5 separate regions of the Mus musculus genome follow, and regions 1, 2, 4 and 5 are each linked to region 3. The links are chromatin contacts, called in public ChIA-PET, HiChIP or PLAC-seq and promoter capture Hi-C maps. All regions are on one chromosome and are shown on one strand. Each heading gives the region's core, a stretch centred on a gene start, on an enhancer-like site or on the middle of the called end of the contact. The rest is flanking DNA. Distances are from core to core; before and after follow the strand shown. Region 1 holds the start of 4933407G14Rik (RIKEN cDNA 4933407G14 gene). Region 2 overlaps Upb1 (ureidopropionase, beta). Region 3 holds the start of Bcr (BCR activator of RhoGEF and GTPase). Region 4 holds the start of Upb1 (ureidopropionase, beta). Region 5 has its middle 25 kb from the start of Gucd1.

Region 1 (5,362 bases), core at 2,159-4,658, 390 kb before region 3:
TTATATCTTTCTAGCAAAACAACTAAAACCATCTTAAAAGTTTCTTCCTAAAACTATTTGAATCAAAACAGGAATTCTGGGGCTGGAGAGATGGCTCAGCGGTTAAGAGCACTGTCTGCTTTTCCAGAGGTCCTGAGTTCAATTCCCAGCAACCACATGGTGGCTCACAACCATCTGTAATGAGATCTGATGCCCTCTTCTGGTGTCTCTGAAGAGAGTGACAGTGTATTCACACACGTGAAATAAATAAGTCTTAAAACAGGAATTCTATGAAATCATTAATTCATCTAATCAACATTAATTCATGAAAGCTCATCTTTATGTTGATCTGCATGAAATCTCCTCAATAGGGTGGGCTAATGCTCAGAAATCCTTAGGGTATGTAATAGTAACAGGAAAGGCATATCAGCTGCAAGAAGCAATTTCTTGGGGCCTTGCCTCTCAGAGCTCACCTACTGCAGACCATGCAAAACGTGGTGGGCCACCTCCAGGAAGATCGCCTGCTAGCCTTAGCCTTTCCTAGATGGCCCCTGACAATTCCCAGCACCCATATAATTCCTAACTTAGGAACATGAGTATTGGGAACACAAAAGTTGCAATCACAGAATGGTGTGTCCCCTCTCCCCCCTCCTGTCCCCCGATTTTTAGATAGGGCTTTACTATGTAGTGCAGACTGTCTCAGCACATGACAAGTAGACCAGGCTGGCCTTGAACTCACAGAGATCCATCTGCCTCTGCCTCCTGGATGCTGGGATTAAATGTGTACATCACTTTGTCCCACTCAGGATAAAATGTTTTATCTCCAAATTATGAGTCCTTTCTGCCCACTAGTGTAAGATCTAGTGGAGGTGGATTCAGGTGCTTGGTTCCCTACAGTACATTCCCAAGGGGCTGGTGGTTGCTTGGACTGATCTGTGCCACTCAGGGAGGGTGAGCGAGAGGAACTGGATTGCACAGATTGTGAAATCAGTAGAGATTGTAGCTATCCCTCATTCACTGAGGACATGCAATTACACCCTCATTGGACAAAGTCGGGCATCAATGACATCATCTTGTGTTCATCCATTTCTTCTCCAGTTCGGTTAAAAGTCTTGCTGTCTAAGGGCTGGAGAGATGGCTCGGCAGTTAAGAGCACTGACTGCTCTTTTAGAGGTCCTAGGTTGGGTTTCCAGTACTCATGTCAGCTTATGCTTTCCTGTAACTCCAGAGCCAAGCCTGGTACCCAGTGTCCTGCCTCTTAGGCCAACTTGATCTTTGTAAAAGCATAGAAATACCAGAGCTGCACTGGCCTTTTGCCAAGTCCCTGCAGGAGGTCACACAGCCAAGCAGCTCTCTGAATTCCTCTCTATTCTTAGCCTGAACTCTCAATGACTCTGATCTCCAGCCTTTCCCTCCTCTTCCCTTTGCTTGGCTTGTTGTGTGTGTGATTTGTGTTTTAATAAGTGGAGCTACGTGTAGGAAACAGGCTTCAGCCAGTCCCGCTGCAGACACCCCCAAAAGAATAACCTTGAGACAAGAAGGCCTGAGAAAATAATTGGCTTCCTTTCCTCTCAAGTGACCTAGAGTGTCCAAGAGCTGCTCTCTCTGTCGCCGGTCACAATTGCCAATGGGGCTTAGGCTGCCCATGAAGAAGGCGAAATCACCAGGAACAAGTTTCAAGGGGGACTGGCTGCTCGTGATTGCCACTGAAGTCTCATTTTGATAAAGACAGAAGCCAATTCTTCCCAGACCGAACATCTGCTTCAATTCTGCTCCTCGAGTCTTCTTCCAAACACGAACAAACAGCTTGTTTTTGGCACAGTTCTTACTTCTCAAAACCGACTTTTTTATCTGTTTGTCCAAACACCTGCTCTGTCTAAACAAAAGGCCAAAAGGAACTTAAGTGGTTCCGGGCTTCCAGTTTCTCAAAAGGACAAAACCAAGAGAGGTTGCAAGACGTGACAGTGGTGTATAAAATGACCCATGAGAACATCTCTCTCACATTCAGGTCAGGCAAAGGTTGCTCTAGGCAAGAAGTCAGAGGAAGAATTGGAGTCGGGTCTTGTGTTTCCGATGTCCATTGCTGTGGCACACATTATGCTACATTGGATATTACTGTCTGTTACTGCATAACAGATTACTTTAATATTTGTGCCTTCAGACAACAAACGTATTATCCGACCATTTCTGTGGTCGAGGGTCTAGGTTCAAGAACTGGGTGCCTCAGGTTATAATTGAGCTCTCATCCTAAAGGCTGGATGGGGTTGAAGGGACTCCACTGTCAAGTTCACTGACATGGTCCTTTGTAGGGTTTGGATCCCGGGATGCAGGCTTCTCTATAAGACAGCTCTAACACTTTCTTACAGCGAAACAGTTGAATGAGCAGGATAGAAGCCCTGGTCCTTTGGCTACCGCATCTCAGGAACACCACCTACCATGATTGCTCTCCAGACAGTCCTCAACGTACAGGTTTTAGAACGCTTACCTTTCAGGTGGTATGAAGAGCGCACATGCAACCACTGTGGGACCTGTGGCACTGCTTTGAATCAAACGTGTTTTGTGTTGGATTATTCCCATCCGTAGGCTAATACAATTGTCCTGAGCTATTACATTCAGTAGGACAGACGTTTGCAATGCATTTCGGCTTCCTGCTATTCCCAGCTTTCGATGAAGGAATTTATTGTTGTAAACCAAGAAACTCCCTGTGCTTTATATTCAAAGAAAGTTACTAGTTTTAATTCTCATATGGGAATGTGAATACCAAGAGACAGTGACCATTGCACCGTCTGTCTTAGAAGATTGTATCATATCCTGCCATATGGATTGGATTTAAATATACACATGGGTGTCAGAAAGATTTCAAGGACGTGTTCTTTTGTAATTTAGTCAGAGGTTAACAAGAAACTATAGCAATTGACTGGCCAACCTTGGACTAGGTGTTCAATACCAAGCCAGAGAATTAAATTTTATCCTTGAGCTATGTCTTAACAGTTACAGAGCATGTGGGGGAAGGGCATTTGACTGAATACAGATGTGAAATTAATGACCCTCCCCCTTTTAAATAAATAACAGTTTTTCAAGCACCCAGCATAAAATGAAGCTGGAAATTGAGACTTAGTCATACACCTGTGTATCCCAACTGATGGAATCTCCTTATGCACTCTGGGAGTCTGCTGAGCCTCAGGGACTTGGGATACATAGACAAGAAGGCAAATGTGGCATTTGAGAGCAGACAGCTCATTTCCCATGCCCCTAAAAGTTCAGGAGCTTATTGTATACTTAGACTGGATTCCATTGTAACAACTGATCCTGGCCAGTGGGCAGTATTTCCCTCTCCCTCTCTTGGCATGGATGCCTCCTAGAACTGTATCTGTATAGCTACACACCCTGAGTATGTAAGAGCACATGTTCTGGCTGAGGTAGGTGTGTGTGTGTGTGTGTGTGTGTGTGTGTGTGTGTGTGTATGAACTCATAGTGAGAGAATGTTAGTTGTGTAATGAAATCATAATGTGACATCACAGAAGGAGTGGTTTAGACAACAAACATTTATTCCTCAGAGTTCTAGTCGCTCCTAGTTCAAGATGGGGGTGTGGGCAGGTTTGGCTTCTCTTGAGGTTTCTTTTATGGGTGTGCCATGGCTGCCTTCTGTGTCCTTACATGGCCTCTTCTCTGTTCACGAATGTCCCCTGTGTCTCTAACACATGTTGTTGTTAGATCAGGGCTCTGTCTGGCTGTGCATCTGCCTCGCCACTGGAATGCCGCTCAGGGAAGACAGAAAGCAGACCTAGGGGACTGACTTTGGGCTCTGCGCATGCCAGACAAGCACTGTGCCTCTGAACTACTTACCTAGATCTTGATTTGCAGCAGAGTCTCACTGGTTCTGGCTAGTCTTGAGCTTGCTATGCAATCTAGGATAGCCTTGGATTCCTGCCCTAGTTTGCTCCCCTGTTGGTTGAATAAATAGGATGATCTGATCCAAGTTGGGAGAGCAAAGGGTTTATTTGGCTTACACTTCAACATTTCAGTCCTTCATTATGGGATGTCAAGGCAGGAAGTCTGAATAGGAACCCAAGATAGGAGCCTGGAGGCAGGGACTGAAGCGGGAATTCATGGAGGAATGGTTTACTGGGCTTGCCTCCCATAGTGTTCAGCTTGCTTTCTTTAAAAGAAAACATTTTAAATTAAAATAGAATTATAACACTTCTCCCTTTCATTTCCTCTCTCCAGCCCCTCCTAGGTCCCTTCCCTCAAACCTCTCCCATGGGCTCACATTCTCAACTTGATAGCTTCTTTTTGATAATCTGTCTGTCTGTCTCTCTCTCTTACACACACACACACACACACACACACACACACACACACGCACGCACACATACCTTGCTGAGTCTGTTTCTGTTGTTTGTGAGTGATGGTTTCAAGGCTGACCACCCTGCATTGGAGAATCAAATGGTTCTCACCTCTTAGGAGAGGCTGATACTCCTTCCCAGTGTTGCCTGTGCCCTGGGCTGCTCTCTGCCTGACCCTACCTGCCCTTGGGAGTTGGTGTTGAGGTAGTGCAGAGTCAACGGAGACTCTGGGAGCACGTGAGAAACGCTGCAGCAAGCTTTCTAAACACTGCTGCAAGCTCCTTTAATACCCTCGTTGGTCCCAAGGAAGCACCTTTTCTAAACAGCAGATCTTGATTGGTTGGCATTGTCTGTACCAGCAATCCTTGGTCTCTCAGGTAGTCTTCAATTAGGTTCTCCTGCAGGAGATACGTTTGGGGCTGTGTGGCCCCTAGAGGCTGTCCCACTATTCCTGCTACAGCCCAGTAGTCAACAGCTGCCTGTAGTTCTTTGTGTAGGAGTGAGAGACTGTGAAATGACCCCCCCCCCCATTCATGTGAATATGCCCATTGCTATTGTGATTGTTCCAGTCTTATTTATGTAGCTGTTTTAGGAGAGACTGTCTCACAGCAGACTTCCTGGCAGTCTCAATCTCCTAATCTCCGCCCCCCCCCCCCAAGCTATAGATGCAGGAGCTATGTAGCTATGTGTCTGTTGTTGCTTGGCTCCCCACAATCTGTTGATCTCTGCACTGTATCCAGCTGTGAATTTCTGTGATGGTCTCGTAATTATGCTCATCTAGAGAGATAACGTTCCCATGGATCTGTAGAGTAGATCCTTGACGTGGCTGACATACACTGAAGACATCTTTGGCTCCCCACACTTGGCTGCTCACAAACACTGGGCAGCACCCAAATGTGGACACCTGCTGCAGCTGCCGCCCTTCATGACATTTGTGGTTTTAATCTTAAATGGGCTCGAGAGTTAAACGTCTATAAAATTTCAAAAGGATATTGTCCCTACAATTCTCCCTAAAGTGAAGAACGTGGCTCGTGAAA
Region 2 (5,238 bases), core at 687-3,186, 360 kb before region 3:
TATTGGATGGATCACGGGGCCCCCAATGGAGGAGCTAGAGAAAGTATCCAAGGAGCTAAAGAGATCTGTAACCCTATCGGAGGAACAACATTATGAACTAACCAGTACCCCAGAGCTCTTGACTCTAGCTGCATATGTATCAAAAGATGACCTAGTTGGCCATCACTGGAAAGAAAGGCCCATTGGTCAGGCAAACGTTATATGCCCCAGTACAGGGGAATGCCAGGGCCAAAAAATGGGAATGGGTGGGTAAGGGAGTGGGGGGGGGGGACTTTTGGGATAGCATTGGAAATGTAATTGAAGAAAATACGTAATAAAAAAAAAGAAAAAAAATGAATTGTACTCTTGAATTACCAAAACCAAGGAGAGGACACAAAGGTTGGGGGAGGGGGCATGTTGGGGGTGTGTCTTGTGGAATGGGAGGAGCTTGGAGGTGCATAGGATCAATATATATTATACACATGTATTAAACTGTCAAAGAATAACTGAACGATATTTTTAAAAAATAAGTAAAATCGAGTCTGGTATGGTAGTTCATACCTGTAGTCCTGAGACTTGGCAGGCTGGGGTGAGAACGTTAAGAGTTTGAGAATAGATTGGGAGACATATTTAGAGAGCTCCAGGATACTAAACCTAGAGTAAGTACCCATCTCAAAAAAACTCTTAATGAATTATCACTATTCTTCTCGGCTATAGTAAGATACCTTGCCACTTAGTCTGTTTTGTGCTGTTACAACAGAATAAGAGAGATTGGGTAGCTCATAGAGAACAGAGATTTATTTCCTTGGAGGTCCAGGTCCAAGGTCAAACATGCAGCATCCAGCAACTCCTGGGCCACTGTGCTGAACTGTCCTAGTGGAGGGTGGGAGAACGAAGAAAGAAGAGACTGCACTTGCTTTTATTAAAAGGGGGAAAAACCACTCTGGAGATATGGATGCAAATCCATGCACAAGAGCTAAATCTCCATGACCTGCCCACCTTTTTTAAAAAATCACTATGATTATGACTCTGTCTCAAACCCCCTTAAGCATGATACAAAGTCTGAATGAGAACAGAAATCTGTTGGAGCTGAGAATAAAGACACATTACCATTCATAATTTCTTGACTAGTATGGATTTTTCTCATAACAGCTTTACTGAAATATAGTTCAAAGGAATAAATCCATTGTTTTTTTGTTTGTTTGTTTGCTTTTCTGTTTGTTTGTTTCTTTTGTTTTTGCTTTTTCAAGACATGGTTTCTCTGTGTAGCCCTGGCTGTCCTGGAACTTTGTAGATCAGGCTGGCCTAGAACCCACAGAGATCGTTCTGCCTCTGCCTCCTGAGTGCTGGGATAAAAGGCCCGAGCCACCACCGCCCACCCAGAATCATCCCTATAAGGTGATATATATGCTGCTGGTGCTCAGTATCCCAGAGTTGTGCAATGGTTATAACGAGCTAATTTTGATACATTCTTACCGCCTGCAAAGGATTCCCTGCACCCATTAGCAGACGCTCCTCTTCTTTCCTAACCCTTTTGACCTGACTTTTTTTTTTCTCTCCTGTCTCTAGAGATTTGAGTGTTCTGGACAGTTTTTATAATTGGGATCAGATCTCATATATAACGATGTTTTGGTTAGGAAAAATAAAAAACAATCTCTACACTATGAGACAGACTGTGTGTTAAAACTTTCACTCAATTACGGCAAGTGGGAAGGGCAAAGGTCTAGAGAAGATAAATGACTCTCATCCTGGAGTGGCAGCTCCATCATTTGACAGATTTTCCATGAAGTCACTCCAAACCATCTCTCCCCGGGCTGCAGCTTGTCACTGGTAAAGCCAGGAAGGGCCCTTGTAGCTCTGAAACTACAAACTTAAAATGAAAGTAAACCTGACAATAATGAAAGTGTCCAAGTACTATCTAATCTTCTCTGGTAAATATTTTCCACACTGAAGAGGCACATCAGACAGCTGTGGCTGTGCTCTGCAGCCCGCGTGGGTTGGCCAGCCACCGCTACCGGAGCACAGTTAAGGTCACCTTCTGACAGAACCTGGTGGTGAGCCCATCCTCGGCCGACTCAGCAAATTCTGTCCAAGGAAGTTTCTCTCGTGTACAAAAAGCGAACGGCATATCTGTGGGGAGAGAGAGAGAGACAGAGACAGAGACAGACAGAGAGACAGAGAGACAGAGAGAGACAGAGAGAGATAGAGGTAGGTAGGTTAGGAACGAATGAGGTGACCCCTAGAGGGTATCCTCAGGCCAGAGCAAGTCACCACTGGGATCTTTTTTCTTTGGGGACAGGGAAGCTTTTTCAGAAATAAACCTATAAAAGTTTGGAAACTACTGGACAGGAGGGGGATGTCCAAAGACAAAGGCATCATTTTCAGGATCTTTAGCTAGACCTTGCCAGGGACTTAGTTCAGTAGAAATTAATTAAATTAATGAACATGAGTGCATGCATGTGGTACTGAATTCAAAATTAGGTCTTTGGGCAAACTAACCATTCTATCACTGTCTATACCACCAGAGTTCTATGTTTTCAGTGCTGAGGGTTAAGCCCAGAGTCTTACGCATGTTAGACACGTGCTCGACCACTGAGTCATGTCCCTAAACCTAAAGTCACCTCTTTGCATTTGCTTGCTTCCCAACACTGGATACGTATATAGGAACAGTAAAGAATGTGTGTCATCTCCATACATATGGTGCTCACAACAGCACCTTTCTGTACGGGGTGTGGTAGTTTGAATAAGAATGCCCCCATAGACTGTGTTTGAATGCTTGGCCCACAGCAAGTGGCACCAATAAAAAGTATGGCCCTTTCAGAATAGGTATGGCCTTGTTGGAGGAAGACTGTCCCTGTAGGGGTAGGCTTTGAGGTCTCTGAGGCTTAAGCCCAGGTTCACAGTTCACCTCTGCTACCTGAGGATCAAGATGTAGAACTCTCAGCTCTCCAGCACCATGTCTGCCTCCATGTGGCCATGCTTCCCGCCATGATGGTAATGGACTGAACTTCCAAACTGTAAGCCAGCCCCAATGAAATGGTTTCCTTTGGAGTTGCTGCGGTTATGGTGTCTCTTCATAGCAACAGGAATCCTAACTAAAACAATGAGTCAGAAGGATTGAACTAGGAGTGGACCCTGAGACTCTCAGCTATGTATGATGTTGTTATACTACCCTGGGTATCTTAGTTAGGGTTTTGCTGCTGTGAACAGACACCATGACCAAGGCAACTCTTATAAGGACAACATAAGCCAGTGGAGCTGACTTATAGATTCAGAAGTTTAGTACATTATCATCCAGGTAGGAACATGGTGGCATCCAGGCAGGCATGGTGCAGGAGGAGTTGAGAGTTCGACGTCTTCATCTGAAGGCTGCTAGCAGAAGACTGGCTTCCAGGCAGCTAGGATGAGGGTCTTAAAGCCCACACCCATGGTGATACACCCACTCCAACAAGGCCACACCTCCTAATCGTGCCACTCTCTGGGCCAAACACATACAAACCACCACACTGGGCAAATGTGAAATACTGTAGTAAAGCAGTTATCTTTATAACTACCACGATGTTAACCAAATGGATACCTCATCATGATTAAGCATGTCTGCATGTCTTCCTTGTCCTGGAAGCAGCTCACTGATAGGGCCCCTCTCTAGAATACTCAGGGCTTAGCTAGATTCCGTCTCAGTACTGCAGAGATAACAATGTTCTTCATTACCAGTCATACTGAGTAGCTTGCTGCATATTTCCTGGGAACCCTAGATTTGTCCTCTCTTTGCTGCTCATACTCCCTGCGTATCACCCCGGTTGTTTTCTCCTGGGCTCACTGGTTTATTGTTACTGTTCTTTGTTTGGTTTTTGAGGTATGCATATGATGACTGACCCATTCAGCAGTCTTTAGCTCCCTGTCTTATACGAACCCACCTCCTTTCGTTTTGAACTGTCTAGCTGAACGGATGTTTCTAGATGTTTTTGCTAGTGCTTGTCTGGTTCCAAACTGATCAATTTTCAAGAAACACATCACCTCATGACACGGTCTGGTGGTATCTACCTAGCATCGGCACGGTGTTTGGGGCCTATTTAGGAATCATGGCAACAGCCGACGTGAGAATGGGCAGCTCAATTCTCACACCTTGCAAAGCCATTGGGATCCTCCTCCCTGCTCATCAAAGAAAGAGAAGTTTACGTTTGTCCTGGTCTCAGTAAGCCTGGTCCTAAGGGTTAACATGATATCGATGGCACTGTCATCCACTCTGATCCATTGGCAGATGTTCCCAACGAAGTCCAGGAAGTCTTGGTTCCAGGCTCAAGGTTCCCTAAAGTCCTTCAGGTCCAGACAAGAAAACTATTTTAAGGAATCCAGCAAGAAGAGCTGCTGATAACAAAAGAATCCCTAACGACCATCAATTCTCAGCTTCCAGAATTTAAGAAGTGACTTAAGTGTCCCCAGAGAACAACATTTCCCATGCTGAGTTCATTTCAAGTTGTTAAGGGTTCCAAATTTCTGTTTCCCTTTGAAAGGCTTCTTTTCCTGTTGCACATAAATATCCCAACACAAACAAATTTGCCAAAAGAAGATGCAGTATGGAGAGCAGAGGAAGCCGGGGCTGAAAAGTCTCCAGTAACTTTTTTCAACTAGAGGGGGAAGGGGTTCCACACTCTCAGACCTAACGTTGAGCCAGCCTCATGCTGAAGACATTACTCTGTTCCTAGGAACTGCTGGCCTAGAGGGAAAACAAAACATTGATTATACCTCACAGAGCGTTATGCACTTGGAATCCCAGGACTCAGAGGTTAAGGTGGGATTGTGCTGAATTTGAGGCCAGCCTTGGTTACACAGAGAAACTCTGTGTCAAAAGCGTAAAGCAAAAGAGATAGCTTACGATCTCAGACTGTGTACTAGTTGTGTTACTATTGCTGGGACAAAAATATCATAACCGAAAGCAACTTACAGGAGAGTTTATCTTGGCTTACAGTTCCAGAGGGAGGGTCTATAAGGGTGAGGGAGACATGGCGCAGGCAGGGAGAGCAGGAATCTTGGAGGTCACATCTCTGATCTCAACCACACGCAGAAAGCAGAAGGAGGGAGGGAGGGAAGGAGCGAGGATAGGGAGGGGGATAGGGAAAGGTACAGAGGGGGAGAGCCAGAGAGGGAGAGGGAAAGGGAGCGGGAGAGGGGGGAGAGGGAGAAGGAGAGGGAAAGGAGAGAAGGAGAGAGAGAAGAAGGAGGAGGAGGAAGAAGAGGAGGAGGAGGAGGAAGAGGAGG
Region 3 (5,068 bases), core at 275-2,774:
GAGGCACAAAAGCACTTGAAAATCACTCCAAAAAGTACCCATTTTCTCCCATGCCAATCTACTTCAAGAGTCCAGAACAGGTCCAAGTATGCCCACACAAGGCACTCACCTGCTTCCCCTTGAAAGGTGCTGTCCCCATCACTGGGCCAGATCTGCCCAGTCTTGCGGACACCCACGATGGTAGCCTCAGACACCACAACCTGGCACTGCCGGTGCCGCTTCTGGCACTGTGGCGTCGGGGGGCTGCTGCTGTCAAAGGACTGCTGCGAATTCTGCGAGGGTGAGCGGCTCTTGTCCCGGAACATGCGGTAGGTGGTGGGGCTTGGTGACACGCGGCTGGACTGGCCAGAGGAAAAGTCCTCCTCGCTGGAGGTGAGGTTCTCGTTGGAGCTGCAGTCCGGCGTGTAGCCACCTCCGCTGTCCTCGAAACTCCGAGGCGAGTAGGACCTGCGAGGCCAGGTTAGGCGTTTCTCCTGCTCTGAAGTGCTCTGGCTTCGCAGGAGAGGGCTCTTGCCCTCCCCTTCCACCATCATGCCTCCGACATAGATGCTCTGGTAGGGTTGGTACTCCAGGGGCGGCCAAGGGGGCCTGTTGCCGCCGTTGGCATTTATTAGGTTGTCCTTCAGGAAGCGGGGATTCAACTCTGCATCCTCATAGTCACCGTCAAGGCCGCAACTGCTTTCCGAGGAGCGCCCACGGTAATGGGGTCTGGGTGCTTCCCCCAGGCCCTGCCCGGCGCTCTGCTGGGACTTCTTGCGCTCCATTTGCATGGCCTGGCTGCCCAGGGAACTGATTCGGTCGGACACCTCTTTGTCGTTGACCTTCACCAGGCCGCGCTCGTGGTGGAACTCGACGTTCACGTAGAAGGGCTTCTCGGCGTCGGCAGAGCCGGGCTGGGCAGGTCCCTTGCGGATCTTCTCGAAGTTGGATCTGAGCGCCGCCACGCTGGTGGGGGGCCCTCGGTCGTCCCGGTCCGCCGATGCAGCAGCCGCTGGCCTGCGGGCGGACGCTGACCGCCCCTTACTCGGTGACCCCTCTCCGTCCGGCCGCGCCTCGGACTCCTCGACGGGCGCCGGGTCTGCGCCGTCGGCGGGCGCGGGCGGCGGGCGCGGGGCGGACGCTCGGGGCTCGGCGGCGCCGTCGGGGGGCTGCGCTGCACGGCGGAAGCCCCAGCGCTGCCGATCGTAGCTCTTCTTCTCCTTGGCCAGCAGCGTCTGCAGGTAGATCATGCGGAAGCGCTCCTGGTTCACCTCCTGCTCCAAGCGCCTAATGGAGGCCTTGCAGCGCTCCAGCTCCTGCTCGATGTCACCCACCGAGCGCAGCTCCATGCGCGGCGGCTCCGAGTCCGGGAACTGCGCCCTCCACGCCTCGGCGAAGCCCACCGAGTCCACCATGGCGCGGCCGGCTCACCTGCGCCGCCGAGCTGCGCGCCCGGAGTCCGGCTCAGCGGCGGCGCGGCGTTCTCACCGGGCCCGGGCTGGGGAGCCCGGTGGCTCCCATGGCCCCGCGGATGCGGCGGCGAACAATGCCCGCCCCCGGGGGCCGCAGGTGAGGTGGGAGGCTCGGCGGCGGCGGCTGGGGGTGGGGGGCGCGCGCGGGCGGGGGGAAGGGCGCGGGGTTGCGCACGCCGCTATTGTGTGCGGGGCTCCGCAGCGCGCGCGGCGGCGGCGGGAGCCGTCCTCCGCAGAGCAGGCCCACCGCCGGCCCACGGCCGCAGCCCCGCGGGCTCCTCGCCTCCGGTTCCCGCGCCGCCCCGCCCCGCTCCGCAGCTTTCCGGGCAGGCGCTCCGCTCGACACGGCCAGCTCTCGCCGCACTCCCGCCCCGGCCCGCACTCAGCGCTGCAGGAAGGGGAGGACCGGGGGGCGGTGGCCGCGGAGCGGCTGACGGGGCTGGGCGCGCCTCTTAAAGGGGCCGCGCCGCGGGAAGAGCGTTGGGTCCTTAAATCGGACCCGGGACGGCTGCTAACCGGTCTGATCCCCTTCTGTACACAGAGGCGCCCCAGACCGGGTGATTCGAAGCGATCCTTTCACCACGGAGACTCTCATGCCTGTTTCCTCTTTTCTGCATCCACCAACCTCGGTGCTGACCGCACCAATGAACACCCAGCAGGGCCCAAACTATTGAGAAATCAACCGGGGCAGGTCAACGGTGCAAGCCAACAGCCCGGGTGCTAGCCAGTGAACCTCTGGTGCTGGAGGTGGGTGATGAAGCTTCACAATGGCCACTCAGTTGTCACCGGACTCCTTACACTGAATGATAACTTAGGAATGTCTCCCCATCTGTTCGGTCAACGTATCTCCCTTCCTGAGTAATGACTTTTGACCTCTGGAGGCCAATGTAGTATTTTCGGGGTCTTTTTCTTTCTGTGAAAGGATCGCACACCTCCTTCTCAGCAACAGAGCTGGTGGAAGACAGGAAATCTTTAATGGCTCCCAACGAAGCTTAGGGATCTGAGGCACTTAGCAGAGATGCTCTCTGCAGGAACTCTCCAGAATACAAAATGAAACCCAGGCCAGCCTGCTGGGTGAGGTGAAAGGCAATAGGATTTGGCAGCTGAAGAACAGCTTCAATTTTGACCACTTCTCCCATCTCCGTGCCTCAGTTTCCCCGAGCTCTGAGATAAAACCAGAACACCTGCTTCCACAACTGTTATTTCCTTGGTTATAAACTGTTATCATGCTTTTCTAGAGAATTAGAGCCCAGCGCCAGCAGCCAGATCAGCAGGGCCTCCCTGACTTAGGCCGGGATTCTCTTTCCGGCCCTGGAACTCGCTTCCATCCAGCCTGTTGTCTGCACCTAGTAGGGTTCAGTTTGTGTTAACGTTGGTAGGGCTGGCGAGTCTTTGGAGCCCCGCTCAGGAACTCTGTGAGCGCTGTGCAGCTCGCTGCTGCCCTCTGTAGACATTTTTAATCTCTTGTTCCTTCCTTCCCCGCCTACCTCTTGCCCAGCAGGCAGTAAACAACGCAATTGCAGAGAAGAAATAGTTTTGCTGGTGACTTGACTTCTGAGCTTTGAAACAAAAACAAAGAGAGAGAGAGAGAGAGAGAGAGAGAGAGAGAGAGAGAGAGAGAGAGAGAGAGAGAGAGAGAGAGAGAGAGAGAGAGAGAGAGCAGGCATCCCAGAAGCACAACAGTGAAGTACTTCCTTGGTAGAATGAGCAAGTTAAAAAGCCTGATCCTCGCTGGGGGCGTGGCTCAATGGTAGAGGTCTTATTTGGTAAGACATGGATTAATCCCTAACAGTACATAAAAAGGAGAAAGACACAGACAGATAACACACACACGGGGAGGGGGGGGTGGCGGAGGGGACTGGGGCAGAGAGACACAGAGACAGGAGAGAGACAGAAGAGAGATGGAGACAGAGCACAGAGACAAACAGGGACAGTGACACACAGATACAGGGAGGAAAGAGACAGAGGAGAGAGAGAGGGAGGGGAGAGAGAACGGAGAGAAAAAAAAGCCAAAGCCGTGACCTCACAGGGTCACAATCAATACTAGCTGCCGCCCATAATGATCTGATGGGCTCATTCAATAAGTGAGCCAGGCAGGCGAGACGAGAAGAGCTCAGGCCTCTGGAACCCTATTTCCTGGCCATCTGAAAAAAGGAGACTCTTCCAAAGACTACATTCTTCTTCTTCTCCCCCCCCCCCCCTGTTGACTGGGTCCTTAAGTTCCCAGTAGGCTTGGTAGGGCCCATATAACCATTAATGTGTGGAACAGCAATTAGTACTTTGGTGGGAGAGGGTGCTGCCATTCATCCATATGATAATTTGTGCAGAGTTTTTGGTGTGTGAGGTGCTGGGAGTTGGAACCCCGGGACCTGTTAACACGCTCAGCATCCGCTTTGCCACTGAACCACACTCCTCCCTCTCCCTCTCCTGTAAATATTTTCCATGTACTCAACCGTTCATTTATTTTGAGATGAGGGCCCATACTTCTGGACTCAAGTGATCCACTTCTGGCTGCGGCCTCCTGAGCAGCTGGGACTATGTTTATGCGCCCGCATGCTAGCTTTTAATATTTTATAAATAAATAAATTTGCTTTTAAAACTCAGAAGCTGTCCGTTGGGTTTTGCAGGCTCTGTTCTCTTGACATAGCAAAGTGCTCGTTGAGTACAAGGGCACAGCCAGATAGTGGTCCCCCCCCCCCCCCCCCGTCAGACAGCCAAGGAAAGCCTTTCATCCTCAGGACCACCCTGGCTAACACTAAGCTTCTGGTTCTTTTCTGCACAGAGCCTCTCTCCTCTCCCTTCCTCTCCTTTCCTATAGCGCGTTCTCATCATCTGTCCTTCACTAGCAGGACAGGGTAAGGAGAGGCGTAAGGATCATCCATACTACAGTCTATCTCATCCTTCCAGAGTTTGTTTCTGCTAGGTCTTAACTTTGCAAGCTTTCAGATTATTTGTCAGCAAGTAGTGGACAAATTGGGATATATGTATGGCCCAGAAGAAGCACAGCCAGCAGAGATGTGTGTGTGTGTAAGAGAGAGAGAGAGAGAGAGAGAGAGAGAGAGAGAGAGAGCGAGCACAAAAGACAAACAGACTGAAAGAGAAGGCAGGCAGAGCTGGGTCAGCAGAGAATAAGGCAAAAGTTGGGGAAGGGCTAGCCTGGACAAGGTGACAGTGGGCTAGGGCCACAGCTAGGGCAGTGGGCTAGGGCTATAGCAGATGAGATAGAGAACAAGAAAGAGGCTTCAGAAAGTAGCTATTTGAGGAACAGCTAAATTAGGAGATGAGGTCGGTGTGGGGAGCAGGAGGTAAGATCATAGGTAGGCTTCTATATCCCTAAGAGACTTAGGCTTCATTTTAAAGGCAAGTCAAGTCACCAAATGGGCCTTATGCATGGTCCAGAACTTCCCGCCACAGTCAACGTTTTAAAATCTGTGTACCTTCTCCATGTGGATCCCAGGCACTAAAACGTTGGCTTCAATGGATCAAAGAGCAGAATGTCGAATTGAACTTCAATGGATTTGTACTGAAGTGCTCCCGGCAGCTGCTAGGTCAGCGGTCCACACAGTAAGCAGAAAGAGACCTGCCTGATATGTTTGGGTGGGAGAGTTAGATGACAT
Region 4 (5,082 bases), core at 978-3,477, 350 kb before region 3:
GCAGGCAATGCACACTTATGTAGCTTTCTCACTTATCAAATATTTAATAAACATTGTCAGTGTATATTGGGCACAGCCAGAAATCTAGGGCTAGGATGATTTGGGGAACCAGCCATGTACAAGTTGGCCTCTGAAGAATGAACAGGAGTTTAAGTGGGAGGGGTTTTTAAGTATTTTAAAGACAGAATAATTTCCTATCTTCAGGTGGAAATTCTATTCACAGCCAAAACTCACCCAGTTGTAAGAACTAAGCATGCATGAAGGTTCACACCTTAAGAGATAGAACGTGAAAATTTCATCAGGGAACAGAACCTAAGAGAAGAATGGGAAATGGGCAAAGGAACTTGTTCAGGTATTGGAAGCCAAAGCCCAGGGTTAGGACCTGGCAGTTCCAGGTTAGCATAGGTTAGTCCCAGGTTAGCACAGGTTAGCCCCAGTTAGCATTGTGCCCTCCATTACAATTCTGCCCTGCTTTGTGATTCTCCAAATGCTGATATAAACCCTCTTACTCGGTAATCTCTGACCTGGCCTCAGTCCTACCTCGAATGTGTACCAGTCATTTCTATGGGAAATATTTCTTTCTTCATAATAACCCTTGATTTTACCTCAGACACCAACAAAATCTTTCAGGATAACGTGCTCACTTTACCCTTAAAACAGAATAATTAGCATTCCTAGAATTTGGGCTAAGATGCTCCTTGCTTTGTTTTTTTGTTTTTGTTTTGATCTTCTTTGGAAGCCTCGATTCTAACACTACTCATCTAACTAATGTATTGCTGCTGTTGTTTGGGGGGTTTTGCATGGGGTTGTGGAAACCCAGGCCTCCGGCATGCCCAGCAGGCCAGTGAGCTACATCCCCCATCCTCATGGCTGGCTGATCTTGTAAGTACGGTGGAAAGTGAGAGCATTTTAGGGTCATCTAGCCTCTCACAGATTATGGAGACAGTTTCGTGTGTGTGTGTGTGTGTGTGTGTGTGTGTGTGTGTGCGTGTGCGTGGGGGGTGGGGGAGCTAACAAAATGCCAATGAAGTTCTTCTACCACCCACTTGCTGCGGTAGATTTAGTGGATCGGGCCTCCCTGTAGGAACCCTAAGGTTGCCAGGAACCAGTGATTTCATCAATTATCTTTGGCTGATCAAGGTTCTAATGCAGGGTCACCGGCATGCAGTCCAGAGAGCAAACAAGCTACATTGGACAAGGCCTGAGCAGGCCAATATAAGCAAGAGTTGGACAGAGGTTTAGCAAGGTCAGAGTTCACATTCTGTTCTAACAGCCTAGAAAACCCATTATAGCGTTTGTGCAAAGGACAAGGAAACAGTCCATTTGAAGACAACTTTCTGATTGCTCCAGAAAAATAGATTGAAACTGAAGACCAAGAGGGAGGGGTATTTTTTTCCTCCAGCTCTGTTATACCTGTTATACCAGATGCCCAACTCTAATAAAAACAAAAGGAATAAAAAAAAATCTGGTGAGCTTGCCCAGAGTGGGAAAACTTGAGTTATCAATTCTCTTGTCTGGAAAGTTAGTTTGGTCCAGTATTCCTCTATCTCCAAGCTGCTAGGAAGGATGGTTCACGAGACCCTCACTGCAGGTATTGGACAGCCCCCCCCCCCCCACCAGGTAGCTGCGGTCTGAGGCAAAGCTAGTAGCTTAGGGAGGGGAGGAAAGTTGGAGTGGCCCTGGAGATAGCTTTAAGAGACACATTCATTTTCGGTCCTATTTTGTTCCACACAAGGTGGGCGATGGCGGGGGCGGGGCTGGGGAAGCAAGGAGTCTGGGGCAATGAAAGTATGGTTTGTAAGAGTCACCTCCCTAAAGATTCTCATCTCTCACGACATGTGGCCTTTGCAAGTGAACTACAGGGTTCCTCATCACTGCCCCCACTGAGCCAGTCGCATCCGAGAAACCCTCCCCTTGCTCCTCCAGCCCACAGATGGGTGACTCCAAAAGCCCCAAACTCAGCATCTGGGTTTCTGACCTAGTCTGCTTGCCGTAGAGAATTCGCTTCACCTGGGCCAAATCGTCAGGCGGCAGATGTTTTTCCAGGCACTGCTCCAGGGACTGCCACTCCGGTCCCGCCATGGCCAGAAGCTGGTTGCAGGGACTGATGTCCCACACGAATGGCCTGCCCTCGGCCTGGAGTATGGGGAGAAGGAGGCAGCAGCCTGGCAGGTCTCCAGAGGCACGGGATTTGGTGCTCTGTGAGGAGGGTTCACATGCTGGCAACACCCTCCTCACGCCTCTATGGAGGGCAGCCAATACATGCTCAGGACATTCCTGGCAGACCTTTTCTATTGGCGCTCTCTCTGGTGACCAGGTTGGATCAGTGCAGGTCGCCCCTGGAGGCTTTCCCTAACACAGGCGCCTCCTTCTTCCTCCTTCTTCCTTAGATCTTTGATGGGCTGAAGTAACTTTACCTAGGTTTGGGTCAGCAGAACAGGGCAGCCAGCCACGCCGGCCCACTACTACACGGGGCTGCTGATGGGCACAAGAAGCAATACTTTGGCATCTGAGTATTTCAGGGGCCAGTCCAGAGTCCTGGCACTATGATAATACCAGGCCTTTGGTTTCCTTTGAGCCACAAATCACATGAGTCAGAAGCAAGTTTGGTTTCCCTGGAATCAGTACTGCAGAATATGGGATCCCGAGCAGGTTACTCTCTGTACTCTGATGCCGCTTTGGGATCTCTGCCGTTTGTGGTATGCATGCCCACATGTGCGCTTTGCCAGCTGCAGAGTGGAGAAAGACCCTCTTGCTGTTCCCTGTAACTTACAGAGGCCATATACTTGGGAGCTGGGGTGGCAGGGAAGCACTCCCAGACCCTGATTTACTCCTGTGACCTGGGGAGCTATCCTGCTACTCGGGTCATCTGCTGCTTTATCTGTGGAATTGGAATGCGGTGACCACTTGCCGCAGTTTAGTTCAGTGGTAGAGCATCGCCACCTTGCTAGAAGGTGTGGCTGAAGATATTTATATCACCGCTTTGATGTTCTCTGACAGCTTCTAGTGTCTTCCTTTTCTAGAAGCTGAGAGATTTGTGTGGGAGACTTCACAAAGCATAACAAAAAGACAGTAGAGACAAAGACATAGAGACAGTTGGCACTCTGAGTGTAGATCCCGCCGCTGCATATTCAACCAAACTTGATTAAAAAGTTTCCTCCAAGTTGTGCCCGTTTTGTAAGGATTTTCTCCTTCCCCACATTAGTCCCTAAATAATACAATGTGTCAGTTGCTTATATAGCACTTACACTGGATTAAGCTTACCTTTAGTTGGGGTTACTATTGCTGTGGTAAAGCACCATGACCAAAAGCAACCCAGAGAGGAAAGGGTTTATTTTGCCCCCGGTTCTATATAACAGTTCTTCATCAAAAGCCATGAGGGCAGGAACCTGCAGACAGAAGCTGATGCAGAGGCCATGGAGGAGTGCTGCTTACTGGCTTGCTCCCTATGGCTTGCTCAGTCTCTTACAGAACCCATGACTACCAGCCCAGCGGTGGCCCCACCTACAGTGGGCTTGGCCCTCCCCCATCAACCTTTAATTAAGAAAATGTCCGTCCCATAGACTTCCCTATAGCCCCTTCTTACGGAGGCATTTTCTTAACTGAGGTTTCCTCCTCACAGATGACCTTAGCTTGTGCCACATTTGACATAGTTAGGTATTATTATCTAGAGACTGTTTAAAGTAGATGGTATAGCTTATCTGCAAATACAACACTATGTTAAAGAAGGGACTCTTGCTTCCAGGATTTGGGATTGCTAGGGGTCCTAGAACCAACCTTTTGTTTTTGTTTTTGTTTTTTTGGGACAGCATTTCTCTGTGTAGCCCTGGCTGTCCTGGAACTCACTGTGTAGACCAGGCTGGCCTTGAACTCAGAAATCCTCCTGCCTCTGCCTCCCAAGTGCCTGGGACTAAAGGTGTGTGCCACCACTGCCCGGCTTTCCTAGAACCAACCTTACATGGACATCTATCTACCTTTTAAACAATGTAACTTTAGAAGCCAGGACGATTGAATATGTGGCTATTGTAAAGACACCTAATTGTAGCCTTCTTTCCTTTTCCTTTCCTTTTTAAAAATTGGGCCTCGCTATGTATTCCCGACTGGCCTGGAACTTTCTGAGTATAACAGGATGGCCCCAAACTCAAACCTGCTTTCCTCTCCACGTGTTGGGGTTAAAGATGGTCCCTACCACACTCAGAAAGCACAATCTTTCTTGAGACAAAACGTCCATGTTTGGGTGTCCTGGTCCAGTGTGTGTGTGTGTGTGTGTGTGTGTGTGTGTGTGTGTGTGTGAGAGAGAGAGTGTGTGTGTGTGTGAGTGTGTGAGTGTGTGTGTGTGTGTGTGTGAGTGTGTGTGTGTGTGTGTGTGTGTGTGCGCACATCGGTCATGTGAGTGCCTGCCTGCCCCATCATGGGGCTTAAAATCTGTACTAAAACCTTTTCTTTTTGAAAAGGAAATTCATTTTTATTTTTTAAAAAATGTATGTGTATGTGTGCTTATGTGTTCATGAATATCACAAGTGTGAAGGTGCCCTCAGAGTCTAGAAAAGGGTATCAGAACCCATGAATTTAGAGTCACAGGCCTTTCTGAGCTACTGAATATGGACCCAGACTCCGATCCTCTCGAAGAGCAGCAAATGCCTTTGAGAGGCATGTCTGTCTTAAACTCCCACCTTCTCACCGGGAAACTTCAGCAGTGATGTCAAGATTCTTGCTTTATCTTAGTAGCAGTCTCCGGAAAGGACCCCGTGGTCTGTCACAACCAATGCCTTCCTTTTCTGCAGATGACTGTGACTTCTTACAAAGAAACAAATATACATATCTGTTCTTGACAACTACTTAATAAAGCAAAATACACTTTGAAGTTGGAGAAGAAAAGGCTGAAAAAAAATCAATCCTCTCAAAAGTACAAGGTCGCTCTCACCAAAGAAGACGACTCAGTGTCCCTCAACGTCATTACTTTTTCTGTATATTCCTGATCGTTAAAAAGTGGGTTTCGCCAGGCAGTGGTGGCACATGCCTTTTTTTCCAGCACTTGGGAGGCAGAGGCAGGTGGATTTCTGAGTTCGAGTCCAGCCTGGT
Region 5 (5,233 bases), core at 1,862-4,361, 430 kb before region 3:
TCCAATGGTCTTTACAGAGAGTCTCCCTGAGGAACGCAGGCAAGTCTGGGATCAGGCCGACCCCAGATCAATGCAGATGAAATTCTCCAAACTGATGCTGCCCACCCCACCGGGATTGAGGCCCTCTGCAGCCAGGACCCTGGATGGGATTACAATACTCCAGGGGACATTTGAGCTAGGGGTCAATTTATAACTTGTCTCCTACCCAGAATTCATAAGGCCCTTAAAGTGGTAAATAATAAAAAAATCTGTGAGGTCATCCAGTACAAACAAGAAAACCTGTCTCAACTCCCAGCATGCCTTACAAAGGCCCTCTTATATATAACATTCTGGATCCCAAGACTCCAGAATAGAAGACAACTCCTTATGACCTACCTCTTCTCTCAGAGCTCTCTTGATATTAGGGCCAAACTTAAACTTCTAGAGAAAGGACCCCTGACTTCACAGGCAGACGTCTTAACTGTTGCCTTTAAGGTATACCATGGGAGAGGTGAAAAAGTTCAAAAACAAAAGTACCTGATGCTGAGGCCTTTCAGCCGGCCTCATCAACTGCCCAGGTTCCTGGGACTCCCCCAGAGCCAAAGAGTCTCCAAGGTCCCAATTGTGGTCAGGAAGTCACAGGGCTGGGCCTGTCCGAGGTCTCATAAGCCATTCCGACATTGTCAAAGTGCCATCAATAGTCGGGCTACTGACTGTCCTCATGTCCCTGGAGGTATAAGGGCATCAGACCCAGAATCCTCTCCAGCTGATCTCCCAGATCCAGGCCATGGATAATTGAAGGGGCCCAACCTCCTTTGGTCCAGCCACCACTAACTCTGGCAGGGAGCCTTAGGTAGTCATCACAGTATGAGAGTGTCCAATCTCCTTCCTTCTGGATGCAGGGGGCCACCTACTCAATCCTGATGGAGTTCTGGGGATTCACCTCTCTTTTCTATGGGAATGTCTATTTCTCTTGCTCCCCATTATCTGCTTGACCCTAGCCTTGACAGCCATTTTTTCTCGTCCTTTTCCTCCAAACCACACAACCTGACACACCCTTTCCCTTACCAGCCTCCCGGGTAGATCCCCAGGTATGGGGCACCCTCTAGTCAAGCATCATTCTCCTTTCATCGTTATGATTACAAAATCCCACCAAATATATCACCTGGGCTCAATACTCCCCCTCTCACCCCACAGCCTCAGAGGACTTCATCCCCTTATCTCTGATCGTTCTCCTTTATACTCCCGTACTTGCAGTTAAGAAGCCCAATGGAACCTATCACTTGGTTCAGGATCTCCGACATATTAACTTGGCAGTGGTGCCTCTTCACCCTGTGGTCCCAAAGCCCTATACTCTTCTACCATCCCCTCAGATCAAAGTCTCCCAAGAACTTCTGCCACTGGCTCTCCTGAGACTGAGGGCCTTCCCAGAGAAACCTCTATCCCTTGTTTTGAGCTCAAGTATGGACAGCTGGTTCTGCCTCCTGGTCGCCTGTCTTAGCTGTCACCTCTCCCTGATCACCTCCTTTCTCCTCTGTTAAGCTCGCTATTTTCACATGCTCTGTTGGAACTACACCCACTACTGCTTGCCTCAGTGTCACCCTTGACTCCCTTTCCTCCTCAAACAACATTGAGGACTTGGTCCTCCTCCCTACTTTTGATCACAACCCCCCTCCTCTTTCTTCTTAAATGGAGAAAGGTCATCCTTACTACCCCCAGGTCATCCTTACTACCCCAACTGTCTCTAAACTTGATGGCTTCCCTCACTGGACTCTTCTGTGAGAATTCTACTTCAAGGTAGTCTGGTGGATGCCATAAAGGAGGAACTGTGGTGGGTGTGATGGTTTGTATATGCTCGGCCCTGGGAGTAGTACTTTTAGAAGGTGTGGCCCTGTTGGAGTGGGTGTGTCACTGTAGGCATGGCCTTTAAGACCTTCATCAAGCCAGTCTTCCGCTAGCAGCCTTCAGATGAAGATGTAGAACTCTCAGCTCCTCCTGCACCATGCCTGCCTGGAAGCTGCCATGTTCCCTGCCTTGATGATAATGGACTGAACCTCTGAACCTGTAAGCCAGCCCCAATTAAATGTTTTCCTTATAAGAGTTGCCTTGGTCATGGTGTCTGCTCACATCAATAAAACCCTAACTAAGAAAGTGGGCAAGTGAGATTTCTGGAGACGGTTGACCAGTTTGCACAGCTACAATGGATGTACCTCGGAGAGGCACAGTCCTGAGGGATTCATCTCTGGATTACTTCTTGATGCTGCTGCTGCTCCTTCTCATGTCTGTCACTGCTATCGTCCTCATACATCTGGCGTGGTGTGGTTGGGCATGGAGAGATCCTTACTGCCTATAGTCTGGTATGATGACTTCTTGGGCTTATTGGTCAGTTTTCCTGCAGGTCAATATGAAGGTGAACTTTGGTGAAATAATTTTATTTTGATGAAGCAATGATTTTTTACAGAAGTTGTGATTTGATTTAAATAGTTTGGGGGAAGTTAGGGTAGTTTATAGAAAGTTTAAGGGGATTTACATTGTTTTGCCAAAAAGATATAATAAAGTTAGAATTAGAGTAGAACATGCCCCTTCCCTTGTAGACTAGCAAAGGCTTCATAGGTTAGAAAATGTGCACCGTGAGCTTCCATGCATTATAAGCGTGCAATTGTACTTGGAAGAGAAAAATAGGCTTGGGACAACAATCAAAGAAAACACTCATTCTAGGTTAGGTCTGAGTTCCTGGATCTTGTGATTTGGGAATGTGGACATAGGTTTCAGAGTGGACCACGAAAAGACAGGGTTAGGAATAAAGAGTAGATTATTCTACTGTCAGTATGAGAATAGACAATAGATGATTAGCCAGTTTAGTTGAACAAGACTTCAAAAATAAGACATGTTGCAGGATATCTGGATTGTGTTATTTACTGGAAGAAGAAAAAACTGTTTCTAGTTGTGGTGTGACTCAGCCATAGCATAGACCTTTAATCCAAGAGGTTTCTGTTTATCATAAGAAAGATTATATAAAGTTAACCATAGGTCAAGAGGTGGAGCAAGCATCTAATTGACAGGAAGTGAACATAGGAAAAAAATCATAAAGAGCAAGAGGAAGTCAAGAGGATGGATAGAGAAATGCACAGGAAGTAGAAGAGGGGGGGCATTCAGTTTGAGGTTTTTGAGACAGTGTGAAGAGCTTCCTATTGGGACGTCGGCTGAGGAGGAAGGCCAGCTGGGTAATTTTTTTTTTTTTTTTTTTTTTTTGCCTCTCTGAGGCTTTCAAACCCAGCATCTGGCTCCCAAGTCTGTCTTGGTAAAAGCAAACATTTGAGATTTTTATGAAGAACAACATTTGGCACTACAACGTGTGGCATGACCACATGGACGAAGAAATCATGCCGGCTACAGACAAACTGAGAAGCCATCAGATTTGGTTAAGGCACCTGGGAGTCCTCAGAGAGAGAGAGTTAAGGATGGGAAATACCATAATACAATGCACTAGGGACCCTGCTACTGCTGCTCCAGATGGCTTGAAAAATATAAGCAGAAAATGAAAAGATAGTATCTTAATTGAGATTGACATAATACTGATTATAATTACTATCAGTCTGGTAGTTCAGATTTTACCCTTAATGGCCATAGTGGGGTTTGTGTGTGTGTGTGTGTCAAATATGATAAGTGGCTCTTACTCTCTCTCTTCTCCTCTTGCCCCTCTCTACCTACTCCCCTCCCCCCACATGCTCATGCTGGCCTCTACTCTCTCTCTCACTTCCCCCCCTGCCTTTCTCTCAACTCCTCTCCCTATGCCCTGAATAAACCCTATTTTATACTAAAATAATAGAATAAGTGAATTGATAAGAGACAAGCCTTAGAAAGAAAGATGAAAATTAAGGAAAATACTCAGACACAGAGGAATTTAGACAAGGACCTACCATGCCACCAAATAATGAAACTGAAGAGAGGAAGCCCAAGGTTGTTTGAAAACCAACCTTTAGTTCATCCAGTTACTATGTAAGGCTTACCAGCAAATGATAGATGCCCCCAAGGTTATGAAGAAATTAAAGAAAATCCTATAGATGTATTAGATTTGAGAAGATTCAAGGAAGCGATCATTTCATATGTGTTCACCATATGTGAAGCAGATATTAATTCATGGGCAACTCAGAACAGAATTATTCTCTAAGACTGGAAAGATTTGGCAACAGCTATAATGGAAGATGGCCCTCAGTTACAATGGTGAACATGGAAGAAAGAGGAAGCTAGGGCCACAGAACAATGAAATAGGGCCAGAGATTTAAATATTTCCCAAGATCAGTTGCTAAGTGAAAGTCAATATGCTGAGCTACAAAAGCAGCTGGAATTTGATGATAACACCTTGGAGCTATGTCATTTAGCAACTTTAAATGCTTGGGACAAAACTGAAGAATCAGGAAAGAGGTTCGAGTTGTTTACTAAAATCATACAAGACCAAAAGAAGCCTATACTAATTTTTTTTCAAAGATAACTTCAACTGTAAATAGAATAGTATCAGATACAGAGGTCAGAAGAAATCTTAGGATGAAGCTCCTGGGGCTGTACCTTCTAGGATTCACTCATGGCAGCCATGCAAGACAGTGGGCTGTCTCCAGGAAGCTCAGTTGCCCACTGCAGTTGCTCCTGCATGGTGTTCACCAAAAATGGATCCTCCAGTTCAATTCTTGGGTCCATTTTCTTGGAAAACTTTTTCCCAGTCCTTTACTCTGAAGCAATGTCCATCTTCATTGCTGAGATATGTTTCTTGTATGTGGCAGAAAGAAGGATCCTGCTTTCTCATCCATTCTGCTAGCCTGTGTCTTTTTATTGGGGAATTGAGTCCATTGATGTTGGGAGACTAACATCTCCCATCTATGATGATTGAAAGTTTTGCTGGGTATAGTAACCTGGGCTGGCATTTGTGGTCTCTTAGAGTCGGCAAGACAGTCCAAACCCCTTCTGGCTTTTAATATCTCTCTCCTCCCCGTGTGTGTGTGTGTGTGTGTGTGTGTGTGTGTGTGTGTGTGTGTGTATGTAAGGTTGTTGAAGCTTTTCTCCATCCACTGAATACATATCTGTCTGTCTGTGTATATGTCTGTCTGTCTGTCTATATGTACGTACATATCTATATGTATGTGTGTGTATATATGTTGGAGCCTACTTTGCTTCATCCAGTGTGTGTGTGTGTGTGTGAGATCACTGGCCACATCAGTGGAAGCCTGAAGTGGAAGTTTCTGGTTGTGTCATGTGATGA

What was found. Promoter capture Hi-C pulls out the DNA fragments that hold promoters and counts their contacts. ChIA-PET counts read pairs in DNA pulled down with a chosen protein or histone mark. HiChIP or PLAC-seq counts read pairs in DNA pulled down with a chosen protein or histone mark.
Region 1: a promoter capture Hi-C map of pre-B cells shows a contact between it and region 3, with 9 times the contacts expected there. The contact joins the promoter of 4933407G14Rik here to the promoter of Bcr in region 3. A contact is called at or near these places in 5 of 39 promoter capture datasets (the 3T3-L1 cell line, the C10 cell line, hippocampal neurons and 2 more), 1 of 15 datasets of contacts at CTCF or cohesin (the NIH/3T3 cell line), 24 of 484 Hi-C or Micro-C datasets (the Ba/F3 cell line, the C2C12 cell line, CD4 T cells and 17 more), 10 of 115 datasets of contacts at active chromatin or transcription factors (CD8 T cells, bone marrow-derived dendritic cells, embryonic limb bud and 7 more) and 2 of 9 other capture datasets (embryonic stem cells and liver).
Region 2: a contact with region 3 is called in an RNA polymerase II ChIA-PET map of memory CD8 T cells, with 17 read pairs. The contact joins the enhancer-like site here to the promoter of Bcr in region 3. A contact is called at or near these places in 1 of 39 promoter capture datasets (stem cell-derived epiblast-like cells), 1 of 15 datasets of contacts at CTCF or cohesin (the NIH/3T3 cell line), 16 of 484 Hi-C or Micro-C datasets (B cells, the HL-1 cell line, the N1E-115 cell line and 11 more), 8 of 115 datasets of contacts at active chromatin or transcription factors (CD8 T cells, embryonic forebrain, embryonic limb bud and 5 more) and 1 of 9 other capture datasets (embryonic stem cells).
Region 4: a promoter capture Hi-C map of liver shows a contact between it and region 3, with 3 times the contacts expected there. The contact joins the promoter of Upb1 here to the promoter of Bcr in region 3. A contact is called at or near these places in 8 of 39 promoter capture datasets (the 3T3-L1 cell line, 3T3-L1-derived adipocytes, the HPC-7 cell line and 4 more), 2 of 484 Hi-C or Micro-C datasets (the HPC-7 cell line and liver), 2 of 115 datasets of contacts at active chromatin or transcription factors (embryonic forebrain and large pre-B cells) and 3 of 9 other capture datasets (adipose tissue, embryonic stem cells and macrophages).
Region 5: an H3K4me3 HiChIP or PLAC-seq map of pro-B cells shows a contact between it and region 3, with 4 times the contacts expected there. The contact joins the enhancer-like site here to the promoter of Bcr in region 3. A contact is called at or near these places in 1 of 39 promoter capture datasets (hippocampal neurons), 1 of 15 datasets of contacts at CTCF or cohesin (the NIH/3T3 cell line), 3 of 484 Hi-C or Micro-C datasets (embryonic stem cells, frontal cortex and nephron progenitors) and 6 of 115 datasets of contacts at active chromatin or transcription factors (the 230-238 cell line, embryonic stem cells, extraembryonic endoderm stem cells and 3 more).

What each region holds. Positions count from the first base shown.
Region 1 is chr10:75,447,556-75,452,917 of GRCm38.p6, reverse strand. 4933407G14Rik (RIKEN cDNA 4933407G14 gene) reads right to left here and starts at 3,408. Exons shown (of 3, transcript NR_045841.1): 1 at 2,465-3,408.
Region 2 is chr10:75,421,364-75,426,601 of GRCm38.p6, reverse strand. Upb1 (ureidopropionase, beta) reads right to left here. Exons shown (of 10, transcript NM_133995.4): 4 at 2,015-2,109. Among named protein-coding and RNA genes, the nearest start is that of Upb1, 17 kb to the right of the region's middle. Within about 2 kb of position 1,936, at least 31 of the 459 cell types and tissues checked have an H3K27ac peak or open chromatin away from gene starts, as enhancers often do. A contact at or near this core is called in CD8 T cells, Th1 cells, group 2 innate lymphoid cells and 3 more, where this site is marked.
Region 3 is chr10:75,057,352-75,062,419 of GRCm38.p6, reverse strand. Bcr (BCR activator of RhoGEF and GTPase) reads right to left here and starts at 1,524. Exons shown (of 23, transcript NM_001081412.2): 1 at 110-1,524. The coding sequence starts at 1,394.
Region 4 is chr10:75,404,056-75,409,137 of GRCm38.p6, reverse strand. Upb1 (ureidopropionase, beta) reads right to left here and starts at 2,227. Exons shown (of 10, transcript NM_133995.4): 1 at 1,979-2,227. The coding sequence starts at 2,082.
Region 5 is chr10:75,489,954-75,495,186 of GRCm38.p6, reverse strand. No RefSeq gene overlaps it. Among named protein-coding and RNA genes, the nearest start is that of Gucd1, 25 kb to the left of the region's middle. Within about 2 kb of position 3,111, at least 35 of the 459 cell types and tissues checked have an H3K27ac peak or open chromatin away from gene starts, as enhancers often do. A contact at or near this core is called in the 230-238 cell line and pro-B cells, where this site is marked.